2 separate regions of the Zea mays genome follow, and region 2 is linked to region 1. Evidence: chromatin contacts called from public Hi-C data. All regions are on one chromosome and are shown on one strand. Each heading gives the region's core, a stretch centred on a gene start, on an enhancer-like site or on the middle of the called end of the contact. The rest is flanking DNA. Distances are from core to core; before and after follow the strand shown.

Region 1 (3,960 bases), core at 282-2,781:
AGAATACAGATGAGAGAGCTCACCAGCGTCGTCGACCCGTTCTCCCGCTTGCTGGTGACGATGGTCTTCGTCTCGCTGTGGCGGTTCCACCAGCCACCAAATCCAACTCCAGCCCGATTGTAGAAGGAGCGCAGTTGGGCGAACATCCTCCACTCGCTGAAATGTCGTCCATGGTGGCTGTCACAGTCACCATTCTCGTGATCCAGTGAGCCCAGCATGGTTCTTCTTCGACCAGCAATGTCATCGTCGCCGTCCAGCTTGTCGTCGTCGTTATTACTGTAGATGACCTGGCCGCGCTTCCCGTCAAAGACCGAGATGGTGGCGGCGCCGCGCATGTAGAAACCAGCGCGCACGCCGAAGATCTCCAGCCTGCATTGGCCGGCTTGTTGGCCGAGGACGTGGGGGATGGTGGCACCGCCGTTCCAGTAGCGCCCCAAGTTGTCGCTGCTGTCGTCACCCTCTCCCGCCGTTTCCTGAGGTGGTGGCGGCGGCTGCCACGACGGTAGTGCCGTCGGCCCCGCCTCCGACCAGTTAAGCAGCAGCTGCACTATCTGCAGCGCCTGTCCCACGTTCCTGACATCAACTTGCGGAGCTAGCAGCTCAGGGGGCCACGGCGGAGGTATCCCGTTCCAGCTCCCGTGCCTGCTCCACCAGTCCCAGATCAGCACGGCGTGCGACATGCGCCCCCAGTTCCACAGCAAGTGCACCTGCCGCTCGGTGATGGCGGCCGAGCTGCGGTCCCAGTCGTCGAGCACCGTCTCGCAGTGCGGGATCATCCTGGCAGCCTCGCAGACCATGACGATGAGCCGCGCCAGGTGCCGCTTGGTCCGGTCGTCCACTTGGACGCCTGGTTCCTGCTCGTAGGACGAGAGCCGGCGCACGGCGTCTCTGGCGAAGCACATGCCGAGCCCCAGACCCACCAGCCTCATGGCGCCGCCGACCATCATGCCCCCGTAGCCGACGTCGCACTCCAGGAAGGTGGAGCTCCAATCCGCCGGGAGCACCTGCGCGCTCCTGCAGCCGCCGTCGCCGCCGCCGAAGCCGAATTCGAACCACTTCCCCCGCCGGTTACTGAAGCCGATGAGGTAGACGTTGTCGTCGCGGACCGCCAGCGTGGTCTCGTGGCCCTCGTCGCGGACCCGCAGGGTGATGAGGATCCACCGCGCCGGGCGGCGAGGGCTGCGTTGCCGTGGCAGCACGGGGTGGGGCGCGTGCTGGTAGTCCAGCACGCTCTGCCGGTCGCCGGCGGGTTCGTACTCGGCGAGCACCCTGCGGAGCACCTTGATGAATTCACCGTAGTCTCCTTCTACTACGTCGTACACGATTCTTTCCATGGCAGCTTCCATGGATCAGCTGGTCAGGCCACTCGATCTAGACAAAAAAAAAAAAAAAAACGATACGATTTCCTCCCCCACGACGGCTCATTAGCACTATTGTCAAACCTCGTGAGAAGCTAGCTAGCTAGCAACTGAATAGACTACTAGAGTTACATACGGTGTGTCTAATATAAGGTATCTTCTTCTGATCCTATTTCCAGCAACGTCTTATTTTAATTTTTGTATGTAAGTATTTTTCACTAATTTGTTATACGTATTTTAGTTTGAAAAATACATTGTTTAAAATATTCGAAAGAGTATATATATATATATATATATATATATATATATATATATATATATATATAGTTATAGTATTAGGAGCCCTGGGCTTCCATTAATGCAGGGAGCCCCTGCCAGTTTAGTTGTGCCGGGCGCGGGTCGACGTGGCAGGTGGTCCGAGTACCGCGCACATGCACCGATTGAAGGTGGGGCGTACGTGCGCACCCCCTATTACCATTTATGCATCCGTTTCATTCAAATTACGTATGCATAAACAAGTAACTGACACGGTGTGTGCGCATGCTCCGCGCGGGTATTCCGGCTTCGTGGTCACGACCCGCGATGTAGTTGGCCGCGTTTATACTTGCATATTATGACTCCAACCGTTTCATAAATTTACATGTCGATGCGGCTTGGTCGGGTGTGGTGTAGTATTTGGGATTTATGATTGTATACTTCGATGTTGACAACTACATATCATTTTGGGATTTATTATATTACGCACTTTGCCGTGGGTCTTGATTAATTATTTTTTTGTAAACTGTTTACGATACTTTGCACAGATATTTATGCTTCTTATGATCATGCAGTTACCAAACCTTCACCCGACTGTGCGCTGACTAGTGGACCCACAGTCCCTCGCCGCTCCCCCGCGGGCCGACCGAGCTAATAATTCAGCTCGGGTCCACCCACAACAGACAACAGACACAAACCCTAAAAAAATCAGTTCCTCCCCGTCGCCGTCATTCGCTCCTGCGATCGCCATCGACGACACCGCCCCCCACCTCTTCCACCGCCGTAATCTCCGCTGTTCATCGATTCACCGCCGTCGTCCTCCTTCCCTGGTTCGTTGCCCCTCTCATTTTTTCGAGTTCCCCCATTCTTTTACATATTTCACTCGCTAATGTCCATCAGTTTCGCCCCGCCCCTTCTACATCCCTTCAATTGATTCGAAATTAATTGAATCGCCTCAGTATATGTAGTATCCGATAATGCCTTCCAATTTTTTCAATTGCATATTTGTTACAATCTGTTCATTTTTATATAGGTACTGAGTGTTGTTTATGAACACAATTTATTTTTTTTACAATAGCAATCAATAGATTAGTGTTGTTTCTGATACTTATAATACACATATTTTTATTAATTATATTGCATAATGTATTTATGCACACTATGTACTGTTTTATTTAAATATGAGTTTTCACATATCTGTTGTTATGCATTCCTTCTTCTCAGTTACGTTGTCTACATATGTTGTTATGCACAATACACACACTATACATACCCCATCAGTTTCATAATGTTATTTTTTATTCCATTATTATGTATGGTATAGTATTATTTCCTGATGTTCTTTTTCATTTACTTAGTTTGTTCTACCCCAGAAAATGAAGTCCGTTGATCGTCCTCCCGCTAATCCCAAACGCATAACAATTGAGTCAAGCCAAGAATTCTTTAGTGTTGAGATACCACGGCCGGCCTCTATTGGAGTTCCTCCAAACACAAAGCATTCTGATCAGTGTCCTGCACCTGTCGAGAAACCATCTGTTATTTATGAAGCCAATGAACAAACTGGATCTGGCAATGACGACGATGACTTCATGACACCTACAAAGAAGCGTAATGCTGCTGGAAGTCATATGAATATCTTACGGAAGACATGCACAAAGAGGCCGAAAGTATTAGAAACTCCATGGCAGGTTATATGTTATACTTATGAGTTCATATATATTAAATACTAATTAGTATTCAATAATTATGACCTGATACAACATATTATATATTATTTAGTAGTATACAGTAAGGATGAATCTAGTCGAATTTTCACGTTATGTTCCAAGTTCTGAATTGCATTTACAATTTCATATTTATTTTACAACACTTGGACACTTTTTTATTGTCTACAGATAATGCAGTTTAGTTTATTTAACTAGGTATTATGTTATTTTAGTTGCATCCCTTACATTATGAGTTATAATTTTATAGCTAATGCCACATTTATTTCATTGTTTTCATAACATTTAACATACATTATTTTCAGAAACTCAATGTTAGATGCAACCCTCAGGATGTGATTATAACTATTAAGATATTGAATGAGAGGCAACGACAAGCCGTTGCTAGAAAAGGATTTTCCAATATTCTTGACATGACACTTGATGCACTGGGTAGCCGTTCTCATCTTCGTTGGTTGATGGATAAGTTGGACCACAAGGATATGACTATTCGCCCTGGAGTTGGCAAGGAACTAAAAATTACGAAAGAAACTGTCCACCTTATACTAGGCCTTCCGAATGCTGGCGGTGGTAAGCCACTAGGAATCGATGAAGCAGTGGCGGGTAATAACTTGAGGGCTGAA
Region 2 (3,996 bases), core at 283-2,782, 130 kb before region 1:
CCAAAAGACATTGTGTACTCCTTATTTTTTCCCACAGGGTTTTTGAGGAGATGGTACATTGGAAGACGACTTTCAGGTGATCAAAGGGATTTGGGTTGATCAAGGGGGAGTGTTGCGAAACATTCACATGTGATCAAACTCATCCGATGGGTTACTACCCAAGGGTCGCACCCCTTGGGGGAGTACCCTGCAGCCTGTATATAATCCAATGTTCCCCTGCAATATAGACTTACAACTGTCATTTGTTTCTCTCAATCTCGTTACCACTAGATATACTTCAACACGTCGCTGTGGTCGCCGGATGCGTGTGCCGACGCTACGTAGGGTAGTGTCGGTGATTCTGCGAGCAGTGACGCGTGTGTGCCGTACGTACGCCGGCTGCGGCACTGTGCTTTCGCCTGGAGCCGGAAGAAAGCAGCCCTTGTACGGGCGGGCCCCACTTCAAGTGAACGGCTGGGGTCGGGATCGGGTCCGTACGCGCGGCCGACGGCACGTGCCACCCGTCCGTCCGGTCTCACCTCCCTCCCTCCCTCCCTGGAGTCTGGACTCTGAAGTCTGAACCCACACTCGTCCACTGCATGCCTGGGAACCGGGACCCACCCACCTGCGGACGGTCTCCCCTCCCCGAGCGTTTCCCAGTGGCAATCGCCGAGCCCGGGCCCCACTGGGGTCAAGGCCAACCACGAGACGAGTAGCGGGAGCGACCAGACCACCATCCCCATTCCCCAGCCGCGTGTCCGTGTCCGCGTGGCCCACCGCGCTCGCCCGCGCCTCCAGGACTCCCCAAACTGCCCCCGGTCGGCCGCCGACGCCGCCGCACCAGGCGAGGGGCAGCGCCGTAAGCTAAGCTCGCGCGCCCGCGGTGCTGGTGGGAACGCCCTCCGCGTCGCGTGCGCGTGTACTAGCCCGTTACTCCCTTGGACGACCCCTCCCGCGTCCGCCGCGGTCACGGACCTGCTCCTTGCTCCCTGCTCTTCCTTGCGGACCTTGACCATGGCACAAACAAACGACTCGGTTTCTTTTACTAATCATAACCAAAATCCGCCTCGCCATCGTCCCGCTGATTGCTGAAACATGACCTGACCGCCAACTGCTCGCCCGGGCGGAGGATTTCGACCGGTCTCCACCATCTGTAGCGATCCCCGTTAGACGAAACACCACCAACACGACACATGACCACATATATTACAGCGTTTTCATATAGTGCTATAAAATAAGGGATTAGAATTGCGTTTGACTCGTAACTTTTTCGTCGTCTAAGATAGTATGTGATATTTGTTTTATCCAATTTAATATTTTATATATGAACCATATATTCACTTTGATATTAAATCTATTCTTTTATCGCTATCAAATACGATGGTATATTTGTTCTTATCAGTTTATACCTTTTGGTTAAAGTAAAATTTAATATTTATTCTTATCAGTTTAATATCTGATATCTGGAACATGTGTTCACTTTGATATTAAATTTAGTTTTTATGAATATCAAATATGAGTGTGTGCTGACATAACATAAGGGTACTGTAGTAGTTTTTTTTGGCTAATGCAACACTAGCACAATTTACAAGAAGTGGCTATCTCCTTCGGCCTTGTCTCATATCTTCCACCAAATAAACTGTGTACAATCGTGTTTCATACACGATCTGCTGGTAGAACCAAACGGGTAGAATAATGGCCGCCGCCTCCCGTGTACCGTCGCACGCACGAGCACGAGCTACGCCTGCACTGCACGTACCTTTAAACCTTTTTGCGGATCCGGTCCCTACAGATCGCGGGATTTGCGTTGGTCTGTCCACCGCACGATACCAGAGGGATATTTGCGCCCAAAGATAAGAAAACACAGCGCTGCTAAACTACTCCAACCGCCATGATTAGCCCAAACGAGGAGGGGGAGAGCTTCGGACCCTTTCTTCCCAAACCTTCCAAAACCAATAAAAAAAGTAATGCCGGTCGTAATCGCGCCATCCCCACACATATATACATAGCTTCACCACGCCACCCTCCCCATTCCCCATCACCATTCACTCATCCACCACCGCCATCCCCCCACGCAATCTCACCGGAAAAACGCCTGCTCGAGTTGAGCTGAGCTGGGCCGCCATGCGCCCACGGACCCACTGAGCCAAAGCCCCACCGACCCCACCACAACGCTGTCGGCCATTCCCTGTCCAAGATCCGCGCTTCGATTCGTCCGCCGACGCCGAGACCGACACCATGCCGGCCACGGACCTCCAGGGCTCCTCCCCGTCGACGCACGCCCACTCGTCCCCGTTCCCCTCGTTCGGCCGCACGCTCCTCTCCCTCCGCCGCGACGCCCCGGCGGCCGCGATGCCGCCGCCGCGCGGCGCCGGCCCGGAGCTCGGGGACTTCCACGCCCATGTCGCTGTGCGCCTTGCGGGCCTGAGCGCGCCCGGCGGGGAGGAGTTCATGTCCGTCGCGTGGGTCCGGCGCCTGCTGGAGGCGTTCCTGCTGTGCCAGGAGGAGTTCCGGGCGGCGGTGGCCGAGGCGCGGCGCCGCGGCGGCGGGGTCACGGCCCCCGCGGACGCGGAGAAGCTGGTGGCGGAGGTCGGCGAGCGCGCCGTCAGGGCGCTCGACGTCTGCAACGCGGCGCGCGACGGCGTGGACCAGGCCCGCCGCTGGGAGCGCCTCGCGGGGCTGGCGGCCTCCGCACTGCTGGCGCCCGCCGAGGGGCAGGTGCACGAGGGCCAGCTCTGGCGCGCGCGGAAGGCGCTCTCGGACCTTTCCCTGCTCCTCGCCGACGATGCCGCCGCCGCCTCCGCGGGCGCCGGCGGCGGGCTCGCCTCGTTCCTCGCGTCCCACCGCAACCGCTCCTTCGGCCGCGCGCGGGCGTCGCCGTCCCGCGCCTCGCCCTCCGCGCACTTACGCTCGCTGTCGTGGAGCGTGTCCCGCACCTGGTCGGCGGCGCGCCAGCTGCAGGCCATCGGAGCCGGCCTGGCCGCGCCGCGCGCCACCGAGGCCTCCTGCGGCTTCGCCGCGCCGGCCTACGCCATGGGCTGCCTGCTCCACCTCGCCGCCTGGGCGCTCGTTGCCGCCGTGCCGTGCCCGGACCGCGCCGCCGCGCTGCAGGCGCACCACCTCCCGGCCGCGCCGCCGCGCGCCGCGTTCCCCTGGGCGCCGCCGCTCCTCGCGCTCCAGGAACGCCTCGCCGAGGAGGGGAGGCGCAAGGACCGCCGCAGCTCGTGCGGCCTGCTCAGGGAAATCCACGCGCTGGACAAGTGCGCGCAGCGGCTCGCGGAGGCCATCGACGCCGCGCCGGTCCCGCTTACCGGCGAGCGGGAGGCCGAGCTGCGTGAGGCTGCAGCGGAACTCGCCGCGGCGTGCTCCGCCATCAAGGACGGGCTGGACCCGCTGGAGAGACAGGTGCGGGAGCTCTTCCACCGCATCGTGCGCAGCCGAATGGCGGGCCTCGATCCACCGATGGCCAATGCAGATTGAGCTCTATTCAAGATCATCATCGTCTTGCCTTCGATCTCACAGTGTGGCGGTGCTCTTGTGAATTGTGATCAGCTAGTGGAAAGTATAAAATGTGTGTCCTTCTGTAAAGGATTACACAAAGAGGAAAGGGAAGGTGTCATCTTTGGGTAAAGATGATTCCTTATTCCCATGTTTTGATGCTGCATTTGCTGTATATCCTTGTGTTTTTTGATAGTGTCACGTCTGTGCGCAGCTAATTCTCGAGCAACTCGTGCCACTTTGGGAATGTGACTTCCATTGACAACGCTAACAAGCAGGAAAAAAATGTGTGAAAAGAAAATGTGTTCTAGGTTCACTGTGCACGTTTCTTGGTTTAACTGTGCACGTTCATTCTATCGGCATCATTGTGCAAAGAAATGGGGCAGTAATTGTGGCAAAAAAAATGCGGTGATCAATTTGTTACAGAATAACAACAAGAAGGCCTTGGTGATAAGTTTGTGAGAAGCCACTTTTTTTTGTCAGTACTCTAAATGGGCTAATGTGATGTAACGCATGATT

The links. A called contact is a pair of places that touch in the nucleus more often than the background predicts.
Region 2: a Hi-C map of endosperm shows a contact between it and region 1, with 4 times the contacts expected there. The contact joins the promoter of LOC103647034 here to the promoter of LOC103647033 in region 1. A contact is called at or near these places in 9 of 25 Hi-C or Micro-C datasets (bundle sheath, ear, endosperm and 4 more).

What each region holds. Positions count from the first base shown.
Region 1 is chr2:143,634,152-143,638,111 of Zm-B73-REFERENCE-NAM-5.0, reverse strand. It overlaps LOC103647033, which reads right to left and starts at 1,531. Exons shown (of 2, transcript XM_008671605.3): 1 at 24-1,531. The coding sequence starts at 1,346.
Region 2 is chr2:143,762,930-143,766,925 of Zm-B73-REFERENCE-NAM-5.0, reverse strand. LOC103647034 reads left to right here and starts at 1,532. Exons shown (of 1, transcript XM_008671606.4): 1 at 1,532-3,706. The coding sequence starts at 2,218. The coding sequence ends at 3,459.